2 separate regions of the Sus scrofa genome follow, and region 1 is linked to region 2. A link is a contact called in public HiChIP or PLAC-seq data. All regions are on one chromosome and are shown on one strand. Each heading gives the region's core, a stretch centred on a gene start, on an enhancer-like site or on the middle of the called end of the contact. The rest is flanking DNA. Distances are from core to core; before and after follow the strand shown.

Evidence for each region. HiChIP or PLAC-seq counts read pairs in DNA pulled down with a chosen protein or histone mark.
Region 1: a contact with region 2 is called in an H3K27ac HiChIP or PLAC-seq map of skeletal muscle, with 8 times the contacts expected there. The contact joins two enhancer-like sites. A contact is called at or near these places in 18 of 47 Hi-C or Micro-C datasets (adipocytes, alveolar macrophages, brain and 11 more) and 1 of 2 datasets of contacts at active chromatin or transcription factors (skeletal muscle).

The regions. Positions count from the first base shown.
Region 1 is chr7:67,421,996-67,428,772 of Sscrofa11.1, reverse strand. All of the region lies in intron 1 of AKAP6 (A-kinase anchor protein 6), which reads left to right. Among named protein-coding and RNA genes, the nearest start is that of AKAP6, 37 kb to the left of the region's middle. Within about 2 kb of position 3,187, at least 26 of the 83 cell types and tissues checked have an H3K27ac peak or open chromatin away from gene starts, as enhancers often do. A contact at or near this core is called in fetal skeletal muscle, skeletal muscle and subcutaneous adipose tissue, where this site is marked.
Region 2 is chr7:67,252,781-67,259,313 of Sscrofa11.1, reverse strand. The region is part of intron 4 of AKAP6 (A-kinase anchor protein 6); the gene reads left to right. Among named protein-coding and RNA genes, the nearest start is that of AKAP6, 210 kb to the left of the region's middle. Within about 2 kb of position 2,418, at least 22 of the 83 cell types and tissues checked have an H3K27ac peak or open chromatin away from gene starts, as enhancers often do. A contact at or near this core is called in fetal skeletal muscle, skeletal muscle and subcutaneous adipose tissue, where this site is marked.

The DNA of each region.
Region 1 (6,777 bases), core at 1,938-4,437, 170 kb before region 2:
GATGTTGATCCTGATCTTTATAGTTTATTGGTCAGGCTTTCTTTACCCTGCACTCTTTCCCTTTGCAGAGAGTTTCAGCCTCTCTGTGAGGACTTAAGTACTGTGTAAACACGGCTGGGGTGGAATGTGTGTGGGACTTTTTATTTGCAAAATTTCTTCTCTCAAGACTTTCAAAGAAATCGTACCCAGGACCAACCCAGAGGCAGAAACCTTGGGTGGCTTTGCAGTTTTCTATGTGTGTGTTCTGCCATCTGCTGGAAAAGGATTACCAAGCTTGGAAAGCTGACTGCAGTGTGGAAGAGGGTGTGCACTCCTGGCCCCTCCATCCCTCTCCCAGGGCTGGGCAGAGTACACAGCAAAGCTTATAAGATGCCAGGATGCACTGGGTTTTCTGTTGGGGCACCTTGGCTCACAGCTAGAGTCATCTCACAGGGATTGCCCTACCAGTCTGCTGAGCTCAGGTCCACGCTGCTTTGGGAGCCTGCACCACAGTATCCTATGGCCTCATTATTCTGGGTACACAGTTTGTTGATTGGGATTGCCTTGGTGTACTTTTTACTGGTTTAAAGTGGAAACAAAACAAAACATTCAGTTCAAGTAAGGGGCAGGGTGGCTCCCTTCCTTGTGCTCTAGTATAAGAGGGCCAACTGATCTATTCAGGCAAGATATACCTCTTTTCTCTGAGATCATAATCTCCTTACTTTTTGGTGTTAAAATGTCCTTTTACAAAATGATGGTAAGAGAGGAGAGTTATCATGTTAAATGTATATTTGCATGGCAAAAGTCAAAGTTAGCAGCTGTGAGTCAGTTTTCTAATTCTTTAAAAACAAATGTGGTTTGCTACTTACTCCCTATGGTGTCACCTTTTCCTTCATGTGACAATTCAGTAGAGAACTAGGGTCAATGATCCTCCATTGTAACTTCCACATTTTCCCTAGCAAATTCTCCATAGATTTTTCTGTGCTGTGACCCACATAGAAACACAAAAATAATAGTGTGGTAGAATGAGGATAATGTCTCCTAACTGGGTCGCTGCTTTAAGAGATGGGTTTTTGTCTGTAGTACACGCTTGGCCTGGTTTCACACCCCTTTGGATCATTTTCTTCCTCTGGAGTTCTTGATGGAATGTGACCTTCCCGGCAGGATGTGTCTGTGGGACTCCCAGGGGAAGACTTAGATTTTTGGCAGCCAGATCCTCAAGGCAACTTGACAGGATGTGAAGGCCCAGCCTCCTTGTTTCTTCTGAAAGTTTCTCAGAGGCTTAGAATACTTTTGAAACATTTTGATATCTATGATTAGTTAAAAGGTTGTAGTAATTGAAGTCATGAAACTTATTTTCTTCTTTATTGAGGGTTGTACTTACAGAAGAGCATGATTTTTCCCCCAAATATTTTAAAGCCTTAATTCAAATAAAATTATAAAGAGTAAAGAAAAAAATACAAGTGGGGCTACTCTGATTGAGACAGCTTTGGTACCTGGCTCAGTGGAACCTGAATTGAAAATTGCTGGCATGGAAAACCTGAATTGAGGTTTATTTTTGAGAAGATATTTAGCTAAGAGGGCAGATAGTTGAGATCTGAGTAGGTGGAAGCTGGGAAAATAGGTTTGTACTGAAGCCAGAGCACATGGTGTCTTCATTGGAAATAGATGTTCCCAGAGAATAAACTTTTTTTTTGTATATTTATCTGTTGATAACCACTGCTTCTGAATGAGCAAGAAAACTCAGGATTGCAGGGTATGAATTTCATAGGGACACACACAGAGGCTTATGACCTAAAGGCCATGTGAAGAAGGTGGAAAAGTCCTCCCTAGTTAAATTTTCATGGGCCAGATTGTTAGAAACATGTCCAAGAAGTGATTTCATAAAACGTTTGAAACTTGGCTGAAAACCCTGGCTGATCTGTATCATCTGGTAAATATTTAGAACTTTGTGTATATTATTTTCAAGAAAAGGCAGTAAACTGTAGAAAAAAAAATTCTTTACCAAAACCAAAACGCTGCAGGACTGTTAGCTCTTGAATCTGAATCAACCCCCTCCCCTGCCCTTCCACCCCCTCCCAAGGTGTGGTGAAAAGGAAAGAGGTCTTATTTCTGATAGAATTAGGTCACTCGATCAAAATTTACTATGGTTTGCTTGTTAACTTAGCAACATCTGGACATATGATAGATTCATTTTTTATCACCTGGTCGATTTTTGTTTGTATTTTTTTTCTTATCCGAAAGAGCTTATGAGATTTCAACATTACCTGAATCTTACAATCTCAGTATGTAACTCAACAGCAATTGAAAATGTGAATTTTCCTATATAGTAGGAGAACTAGAAAGCAGAAAGTTAGCGTTCAGGAATAATACTCCCCAAAGGGCGCAATCAAACGTCAAAGCCATGTCCTAGTTTCCTCAGGTTTTAGCCGTCTGTTAATGATACTATCTTATGTTTTTTTCCCATTGGGGTTCACATCTGTCATCTCATTTGTCTTTTTAAGCAAATGGCTATAGTAATAATGCCCCTATTAAACAATTTGGGGAACAGAGTCATAGATGAAGAATTACTTCCCTGTTTCCCTTTTCTCAAATCATTGTTCTGTTGATAAAAGGGTAACCCAGATGTCACCCACTTACTGTATATTATGTTTTTCCTAGGAAGTAGGTGTATTCCTATTTTTTTCAGATAAGGATAGAGTGGCTTACAAAGATTAAAAGAACTTGCCAGGATGTATATAACTAGTATGTGGCAGAATGGGGAACTAAGCAGAAACCATTATACCATATTGCCTCTCCAGGAATATGCTTTAGAGAAAGCAGCTTCCATAGGGCTGTTGAACCCAGCTGTCTATTTCTGGGCTCCCAGCCAGGTTACTCTTCTCTCTGTCCAACATCCAAACATTCAAGGAGTTGATTTGGACCTCCCAGGAAAGGGTTCTGGAGAGGCAACTGTGCCCTGCCGTCTAGCTTAGACTTAACTGTCGCCGGTAGGACTGTTCTAATATATTTTAAAACAGCATAACAAAGATATAGTAAATTAATATATGCTCTGTGTAAAGGCTTATGAAACAGCAGCGCAGTGATTGTCTAAGGGCTAAGCAGGCAAGCAGGAGGCCTCAAACTGGACACGTCTACCCAGCGTGTACGCAGGCATCATCTCACAGGCTTTATTCCCATCCTGGCCTTTTCCCTTTTCTATTGACTTGGGCAGAGGCCCAACTTTTCCTTACAAAAGATCAAAACCAAGACTTCTTGGCTGTCTAAATCAGATTGTCACTAAGGTTTGGCTGTCTCTCAGAAAAGACAGGCTGGCTTGGCCTGAACTTTCCTCCCTTGGCCTTCCAGGAAATTCAGACTCTACTGGACAACCTTAAAACCAACAACTGTCTCCTTTATACCATAGTAATGGCTTGGACTCAAAAACTGAATGTATCAGACGCCAAGTACATGTCAACTCAGGGGATGCAAGCAGACTCTCCTACTTTTAACCCATCTATCTTTAGGAACCTAACCTTTCTCTTTCAGACCCAATTCTATTTGAGTATAAAGTTTATTCTAAAAATAGGGTCTCTTTCTGGAATGCTACTCTTTTTGAATCCTAATAGATATCTTAGTTACTTTTTTTGATTATTAATCTTCTAGAAGGAATGATTTTATAGAACACATGTACTCTGGACCCTGTTTTTGTAGAATTCACCATAAGGGAAGGTGCCTTAAATGCCTGACTGTACACTGTGTTAGAAGGAGAAAAGGTATCTAAACACTTTTTTTTCTTGGTTCTGTGAGCCACTGAGACTTAATTCTTCAGTTTCTCCCATGCCTCAAAAATTTAAATATCTTAGCTATTCACCAGGACAAAATATCATAAGTGCTTTAGGAATTTCAGAGGAGGAAGGGTGTGGTCAGAATGCTGCCTTCTTTCTCCTTACACAGTCAAACAGTGTCTGCTCACTTTCTAATTCACTGCAGAAAAACCGACCTTTCACTTTAGCCTCTGCATATTAAGAACATGATTTCTAACATTCCGTTCAGTACAGCAAAATTATTTTAAATATCTGATCTCAGATGTTCATTATAATGCTGTATTTCCTCTTCTGCTTTCAGAGATGGAGGTAGTGTCACTCACATCTGGCAAATGGGAAAGGGTTAAACAGATAAGCTGTGACTCATCAACCTAAACAGCCCTGGCCCCAGGCAGCAAGTGGTTCTTTGATCTCTCACTGAACTGGGACTTTATACAGGAAACAGCCTTGAGGAAGGCAGGTTAAATAATTTGACAGTTTTCTAAGCAGCATTCATTTAAACCAGAGGATAATCCTTTCTCATGCCCAAACTTCTCATAAAATAGGGGTGGAACCAGATGTACAGAGGATCCCAAATATGCAATTTCTGCATTGCGCACATTGTCCAGTCATGAGCTATAGAAGTATAGTTGATGATGTCTTGCCTATGTCTTAAATCTCAAACTGAAGAGCATGAGGGGGCTCTTCATTTAGCAAGTTACATATAATATCAAAGAAAGCTGTATCCCTTGGCAACTGCATCTTCTTTGGGGAACAGGATCCCTAACCCTATAGACCCCAAAGTGATAAAGATGGGAAACAGACCCACAGTGAATCATTGAGAATGATGGTAAATGGGGCCATACAGTTTCTACTTTTCGGGTTTCAGACTTAACGAATTCTTATTTGGACACAGTGCCGTGCAGATTTATTGTTAAACTGCATCCTTGGAGAATGGCACTCCATCCTTATAGAGAATTACTTCTAAGCTATTATTTCAGCTGTACCTTCAAGAGGGCATTCCACTGCTCTGTCACACTAGTGGCTTCTGTGTAGTGCAGTGTGTGATAGGACCAATGTATTCCATGGTCATGATCCCACCGCACATGGCCTTCATTGTGAAGTGGGTTCCTGGTCATATGCTATGTTTTTTGGGATTCCATGTCTATGGAAGAGGCACACTGTGATCCCTGGAAAGTGGTGCTCCTTGAGGCTTTGCAGACAGTAAATTCAATCCCATACTCCAAATAGGTGTCTACTCATATGAGAATGAATCATTGGCCTGGAAGAGGTATGGTCAACTTGCCACCTAGTAGTTAGTTGGCCTCCTCAAGGAATAGCACTGATCTCCAAAGTTGGAAATTCAGAGGTGGTAGTAGCTAGATTGGCCTTGGTAAGTGGGACTCATTTTGTTGGGCCCAGCTGTAGCCTTCATCTTTGCCATTGTGGACTTGTGCCCATCTTGCTAGCTCAGGATCATTGATGGCAAAGGCTGACTCATGTCAGCTGACTGAGTCATTTTGCCTATTTAATTGCTCAGTGATTTTTCCATGGTGGATGCTTTCTGATGGCATTAACATGATACAAAAACCTTCACACTTCATACTCACAGCTATATTTACATGCATCTTTGTCTCTCATCTTTTGGTATCTTTTCCTTTCAGGTCCCTGACCAATCAGCTATCCCTCTAGCTGTGCCAGTCACTGCAGTAATTTTATTCTTCTGGCTTCTGTGCTGCTGCTTGAGTTCTGTTGCTTTGGGGGCACATCAGCCCCATCATGGACAATGAGCCAAGCTTTGTGACTGCTTCTCCTACCATAGGCTCTGGCCTGCAGCCACTACTTAAGTTCTTAGTGAGGCTAGTTCTCCTCTCACTAGCGAATTCCTCATGGCCTTGGTAAATGAAGCATCCTCTTGGCTCTCCTCTTGTGGGTCATGGGCATCACATAATGCATCCGTTCTTATATGCCTGCTTCCCCCAGCTTCTTTTTTTTTTTTTTTTTTGTCTTTTTGCCATTTCTTGGGCTGCTCCCGCAGCACATGGAGGTTCCCTGGCTAGGGGTGTAATCAGAGTTATAACCGCTGGCCTATGCCATAGCCACAGCAACATGGGATCCAAGCCGCCCCTGTGACCTACACCACAGCTCATGGCAATGGCTGGATCCTTAACCCACTGAGCAAGGTCAGGGATTGAACCCGCAATCTCATGGTTCCTAGTTGGATTTGTTACCCACTGCACCACGACAGGAACTCCCCTCCTCCCGCCTCCCCAGCTTCTTGATCCCTTCTTCTACTGCCTGCTCAAGCATTGCCACTTTCTTTAGTATAGGCTATAGTTTTCTACAGGCTTCTCAGAGCCTCCTAATAGCAAGTTTGCTCCTTTGCTGGGGTCCTTGCCAGGATGTTAAATCCCATGTCCCAAGAGAATGCCTCAATTTATTCTTGCTTTCACAGTCTTATATTCATCCTCTCTTGGTTAATTAATTGGAGTATAGTTGCTTTACAATGTTGTATTCGTTTCAAGTGTACAGCAAACTTATTCTATACATATATCCATTCTTGTTCAGATTCTTTTCCCATATAGGTTACTACAGAATATTGAGTAGAGTTCCCTGTGCTATACAGTAGGTCCTTGTTGGTTATCTCTTTTATATATAGTGGTGTGTATATGTTAATCCTAATCTCCTAATTTATCCCTTACCCTCTTCCCCCATATTTCCCCTGTGGTAACTGTAGGTTTGTTTTTGAAATCTGTAAGTCTGTTTCTGTTTTATAAATAAGTTCATTTGTGTAATTTCAAAAATTAGATTCCCACATATAAGTGATATCATATGATATTTGTTTTTCTCTGTCTGACTTCACTTAATATGAGAATCTCTAGGTCCATCCATGTTGCTGCAAATGGCATTATTTCATTCTTTTCTAAGGGTAAGTAATATTCCATTGTATATATATGATCCACACTTTCTTTATCCAGTCTTCTGTTTATGGACATTTAGGCTGCTTCCATGT
Region 2 (6,533 bases), core at 1,169-3,668:
AAATTATATATATTTGGTTTTTTATAAAAAACATAATTATAAATTATATATATTTGGTTTTTTTATAAAAAACATAATTATAAATTATATATATTTGGTCTTTTTTGTCCTTTTAGGGCCATACCCGCAGCATATGGAGGTTCCCAGGCCCGGGGTCTAATCGGAGCTGTTGCTGCCAGCCTACGTCAGAGCCACAGCAATGCCAGATCCGAGCCTCATCTGCAACCTACACCACAGCTTATGGCAACACCAGATCCTTAACCCACTGAACGAGGCCAGGGATCGAACCCACAACCTCATGGTTCTTAGTTGGATTCGTTTCTGCTGTGCCACGATGGGAACTCCCACCACCATGGTTTCATTTTACTGCTGAGCAGTCTTTTAATGACATACAGTGCCACAGTATTTAATTGAGCAAACCTTTCAAAAGGAGGAAAAATAGGCATTCCCTCTGTGGCTCAGTGGGTTAATGATCCGGCTTGACTCTGGCGTTGCTGGTTTGATCCCCAGCCCAGTACAGTGAGTTAAGGATCCAGCATTGCTGCTTCTGTGGTATAGGGCGCAGATGCAGCTCAGATTTGGCTCAGGTTCAATCCCTGGCCTGAGAACTTGCAACAGCAGATGAGGACAAAAAAGAAATAAAAATAAGTAGAAATATTATCTTTATAGAAACATAGTTAGAACAAAAAGCAGAGTTCCCTGGTGGCCTAGTGGTTAAGGATCTGGCATTGTCATTCCTGTGGCTTAGGTCATTGCTGCAGCTTGGGTTTGGAACATACCTGGCCCAGAAACTTCTGCCTGCTGCATGTGTGGCCAAAAAATAGAGCAAAAAGCAAAGACCAAAATTCTTTTTACAAAAACCAAACCTCAAAATACAGAGTAAAAAGCTATAATACTATGTAAAAAAATCACCAAATACAATTATTTTCAGAAGTAAACATTCAATGAGTTCTCTGGGGGCTCAGCTGATTAAGAATCCAACATTGTCACTGCTGTGGCTTGGGTTGCTGTTGTGGTTTGATTCCTGGCCCTGAACTTCCACATGTTGCAGGTGCAGCCAAAAAAAAAAAAAAAAAAAAAGGCTAGCTAATAGCAAGCCTTTATCAAATAAATCATGCTCTCAAATTGAAACAAATAATTTTGATAGATATGAAATCTAAATCAACCAAGATAATATTATGGTTTAGTGATGGTTTGTCGAACGGTTGGGTCAAAATAACTATTTCAAAATAGATACCTTGAATTGTCATGTATCTGTGGGTGGCAGGGCTAGTCATCACCAGAGTCAGAAAACGGTATCATGTCCATGGACTTCAAATATAACTCTTAATGGACTTGCTTCTTCTTTAGTGCTAATAATTATATTCATTTTAGTCAAAGAAAGATATTGTCTTACTCAAGAGGAGAGAATAATACATATTAGGATAAATAATTTAATATGAAAAAAAAATCAATGATCTTCAAGCTGTGATATCCAAACTACTTTGGAAACTCCAAAAATTTTAATAGATTATACATTTATACATGGTATGGTTTCAGAGACTGACCCCCTACCCCCCTGTTTTTTTTTATTGCTTTCTGTCTGAAATTCTATCAAGCCCATGAGGTAACTTACTCATATTGGTCAGGGAGCTCTGAGAAACAACTGTATTTGTCATTGGATAAGTAGAAAAATGGAAAAAATAAGAATTTATAAATAAATTTAGCTTTTCCAACAGGTAGAGTCTTTCAGAATATGGCGTTTAAGATGGGAAAGGATTTGCTATAATGAGATGGCTAACAAAAGAGTTTTCCTGGTGAAGCCAGCACTGTGGAATCACTGAGGTAGTCTACAGGATAGGGCCTTATCTGTAGTGGATTAAGGATCCGGTGTTGTCACTGCAGTGTCTTGTGTTGCTGCTGTGGCCCAGGTTTGATCCCTGCTCTGGGAATTTCCACATGCTGCAGGCATAGCCCCCCTAAGAAGAAAAGAAAAAAGAAAAAGAATAGGGCCTTCTCATTTACTGAGTAGGACCTAAGAAAACTCAGTATAGAAGAAATAGATTTTGATCAAGTCCGGGAGGGAGTGGGCCTGAATCTTCCCTCCCAATGCGCATTTTTAGCACCTGATATGGTAAAGTCAGCAGGAGTCCAAACCTTATCTTAGCTGCTTCACATTTTAGCCCTCAAATGGCCCTGGTGTAGACTAGAGGCAGCTCATTAACAAGAAACTTGTCTTGACTGAGAGTTCTCTGAACAGCACCTATGGCGAGAATACCCTTTTCTCTCATTCTCAGCACTAGGTCAGGGCAGGCAAAACCAGAAATCCCAGGCTTCTTATTACTCTGGGATCAAACTTTAGACTTCAACACAGTGCTGAATGAGAGTGAAACCAAACAGAAAGATACTTGTGTGATGACCACACTGGAAATTCTTCCCTGTGTGCTGCAGGGGCTGACATCCTGATAAAGTTCAGGCGCCTGGTGAAGCTGCACAGATGGGGCCTGGTCTCTGGACTACATGCTTCTTGTCTACATCATAAACATGAATTTCTGAACTGTTCCTGTTGACGTTCTCATTTCTGTTCAGAGGCTGTAAACCTTAATTATATAGTGGGACCCAAACTATGACAAAAGAGAAAATTTAAACATTTCCCTTATGTTCACTTGTCTGAAACCTTCCTTTCCCAACTTTGCAAGGCTGATCTGGTCATCATTTTAGGAAATCACAGTAATTTACTTTGTAAGGCAGGGATTCCATCCATTTTGCTGCAGATATTCCCCAGTGATCAAAGTCCCAGCTTGTTCAATCTGCCTACCTTATAGCAAGTTAGTATGAATGAAAAGCCTTGGCAAATATACCTTATTATATAAAAGAAAGTTAACTTGTTCAAGATGGCAATTTTCCTAGTGCCCTAAAGTTGTACGAACAGTTCAAATATCAAATTTACTTTCATTTTCAAAAGGAATCCAAAGCAGAGAAAAATCTACTTAGAAAAGAATTCTTCAGATTAGGATAATAGATCTTCATTCCAATTATGTACATCTTTATATATAGTGTGGTAATTAGCACTTTAGAATTATAATATTGCCCTACTCTTGAGGCTTTTAAATTTCAGGTATATCACTTTCTTTTTTAGTAATATAAGGATAAATACTGACTTCATAAACTTCACAGACAATAATGTTACTTACTTTCTGCAAATGATGGAAGCTGTATAATTGTGTGTTGCTTATGTTATACTTAGCTTTGTATATTCTTGTCTTAGGAGGTTTTTTCTTTTCCTTTTCTTTTTTTTTTTTTTTTTTTTTTTTTGTCTTTTGTCTTTTCAGGGCCACACCCCTGGCATATGGAGGTTCTCAGGCTACGGGTCAAATTGGAGCTACAGCTGCTGGCCTATGCCACAGCCACAGCAACGCCAGATCTGAGCCTCCTCTGTGATCTACACCACAGGTCACAGCAACACTGGATCCTTAACCCACTGAGCAAGGCCAGGGATTGAACCCGCAACCTCATGGTTCCTAGTTGGATTCATTTCCACTGCGCCACGATGGGAACTCCCAAAATTATTATTTAAAAAAGAGAGATTAAGGAGCAGAAAACAAAATGAAGGAATTATTATAAAACAAATAGACTCACAGTTACAGAGGACAAACTAGTGGTTGCCAGAGGGGAGAGTGGTGGAGGGATAGGAAAAGTTGGTGAAGGAGATTAAGAAGTACAAACTATCAGTTATAACATAAATGATCTACAGGGGTATAATGTACAGAATAGGGAATATGGCCAATAGTATTGTAATAACTTGGTGAAGTAATCTATAGAAATATTGAATCACTATGTTATATACCTGAAACTAATATAAGTCAACTATACTTCAATTTTAAAATAAAAAGGAAAATAAGGAGCAGAATAACTTGCTGACAATGAGAGCATGCCAGAAAGATATGCCCACAAAACACAGGAAAATGACACCCAATTTCCAACTGAGCCAAAAGCAATTAAGAAAATGATAGAAGCTATGGAATAAAAACATGAATCAGAATTGGAAGAACTCAGAAGTATGATGATTGAAGAAAAAGAAGATTTTAACAGAGGTAAAAAACTTAGGAAAGAATTAGAAATAAAAGGAAAAAAATTTCAGGAATAAAGATTTTAAGAAAGGAATACAAGGACAAATAATCACAACAGCTAATACCTTAAGGAATCTAAAATATGGAGGAAAGACATTAATAATAGCCCCCAAATGCAAACAGCCCAAGTACTCATTAACTGATGAATAGATAAATAAATTTTCCTTTCTCCATAAAGAAATACTACTTACCAATAGAAATAATGAACTAATTATATATGTATCAACATGAATAAATCTCAAAAACATTATGCTACATATCAGACACAAAAAACTACATGCTATGTGATCCCATTTAAATGATATTCTAGAAAAGGCAAAATATAAGGATGGAAAACAGACCAGTACTTTGGGAGTTTATATATGCGCAAAGAAAGTGTGAAAAAATTTTGGGGGAGATGGAGATGTTCTATATCTTGGAAACACTCCTACTTATACTTGCCAAAGTTTGCCAAAATGATGTGGTTGGCCCTTGAACAATGTGGGTTTGAACTGAGCAGGTTTACTTATTCACAGATATTTTTGTGAATGCTATAGTACTTCACCGATCACGGTTAGTTGAATCCGAGGATGTGGAAGAATTGTGGATATGGAGAGCTGACTATAAGTTTTAACCTCTGTGTTGTTCATAGGTCAACTGCACTTAAAAAAGATTAATTCCATTGTATGTAAACTACCCCTCATTAAAATAAAGAGTTAAAAGGATTTGAGAAAGTATTAGATACAGGTAGATTGCCAAGAAGATTAAACATGTGTAATAGGAATCTCTAAGAAAGAAAATTAAAACAGTGGAATAGAATTAATACTAACATCTCTATTTCATGAAAACTTTCTTGAAATAAATTTTCAAGTGATTTACAATTATGTATTGGAAAGGAATTCTATCCAGAAAATGAAAAACTATTGGACTATAAAAAGGAGGGAAAAAAAAAATCCTATGGTTATCCAGGCTAAACAACCAAGTCACGAATAAGGGAAAGAATATGTGATGGTCACTAGATTTTTGTCAGCTGATTTTTTTAATGATTTTGCCAGAACACAGTGGAGTAATATATTCAGGATACTTGGGGAAAGAAAAGGGGAGCTAAGGATTCAGCCAAATAGAACTTCAAGTATAAAGGCCACAGATAGATTTGCAAGAAATCAGGGTGTGTTGTTTCCTGAGTAGTTACTAAGGAGTCTACTGGAGAATATGTGTTAAGTAGTAAAAGTGGCTGGACAAAGTCCATATAAGAACTGCTGGCAGTCATTTTCATTGGCCGATAAAAATCACAAAAAGAAAGACAACCGTATGCAACACTTGACAACTGTACAACATCAACCATAAATTAATCTTGCCAAAAGGGAAAATAAAGAAAAAGAAACATGAGTATGATCAAGATTTTAGATCTTAACCAACAATTTCCAGGATACATATGGGAGAAGGGATGTGTTAAATAATGCCACAGAGTTGCAATCAATAAAACTCAGACTGTGAAATATGAAACTTTATAAGGCAGACAACCTTATTTCTTCAACAGAATTTCTAAGGAAAACAGGGAGATGGAGAAAGAAAACCTATAGATTAATAGAGATTTAAGAGCCCTATTAACCAATCAATGTGTTGTGGAACTTGCATGGACCCTGATTCAAAGTTCAAAGTATACAAACAAGATACTGAGGAAATATGGATGCTGATTGGCTATTTGATAATGTTAAAAAATTAATCTTTAGGGGTTAAATAATGGTATTGCAATTGTGTTTAAAAAGAAGAGTCCTTGTCTTTTAGCAACGCACACCGAAATATTTTACAGATAAAACGACAAGATGTCCAGGATTTACTTCAGAATAACTAGAGGTTGGTGGGAGTGGGTGGGAACATAGATGAAGCAAGATTGGCCAAGGATTGATAACTGTTATTGCTGGGTGATGGGTACATGGGAGGTCATCATCCTCTTCTCTCTGCTTTTGTGTGTTTGAAGTTTTTCATAATATAAGGTTTAAAAGTTAGAGTGACTAATATTTATATGAGTTTTATTATACACTTTGCAGTGAAAGCATTATCCTTCTCCAAGATAGGAGACTTAGAGAGGTGAATGTTTGCTCCAGGACACGTTCCAAATCAGGAATCCAGTCTTGATCCTCTGATCCTCTGATTGTGTCTTGACTCTGCCTCTCTAAATCATGCAATCTTAAAAGTGGAGATGACTCTTTTCTTTGTCTTTTGGGGTAACTCTTCCCAGTGCTCTGATCAGTATGGGAAAGGTCAGAATTCCAAGAAGTTTGTCTGTGAATCCTGAGGCAGTCTTTTCCTCAGCTTACCTTCTGCTCTGCACCTTTGTGCCAAGCTCACCTCTCCATTTCTTTTGTTGTTACAGGTTTAATTTTCCCTGTTTCCTTTGCTTTTAGTTTCTATTTTCTTTTTTTTCCTTCTGGTTTCCTGTTC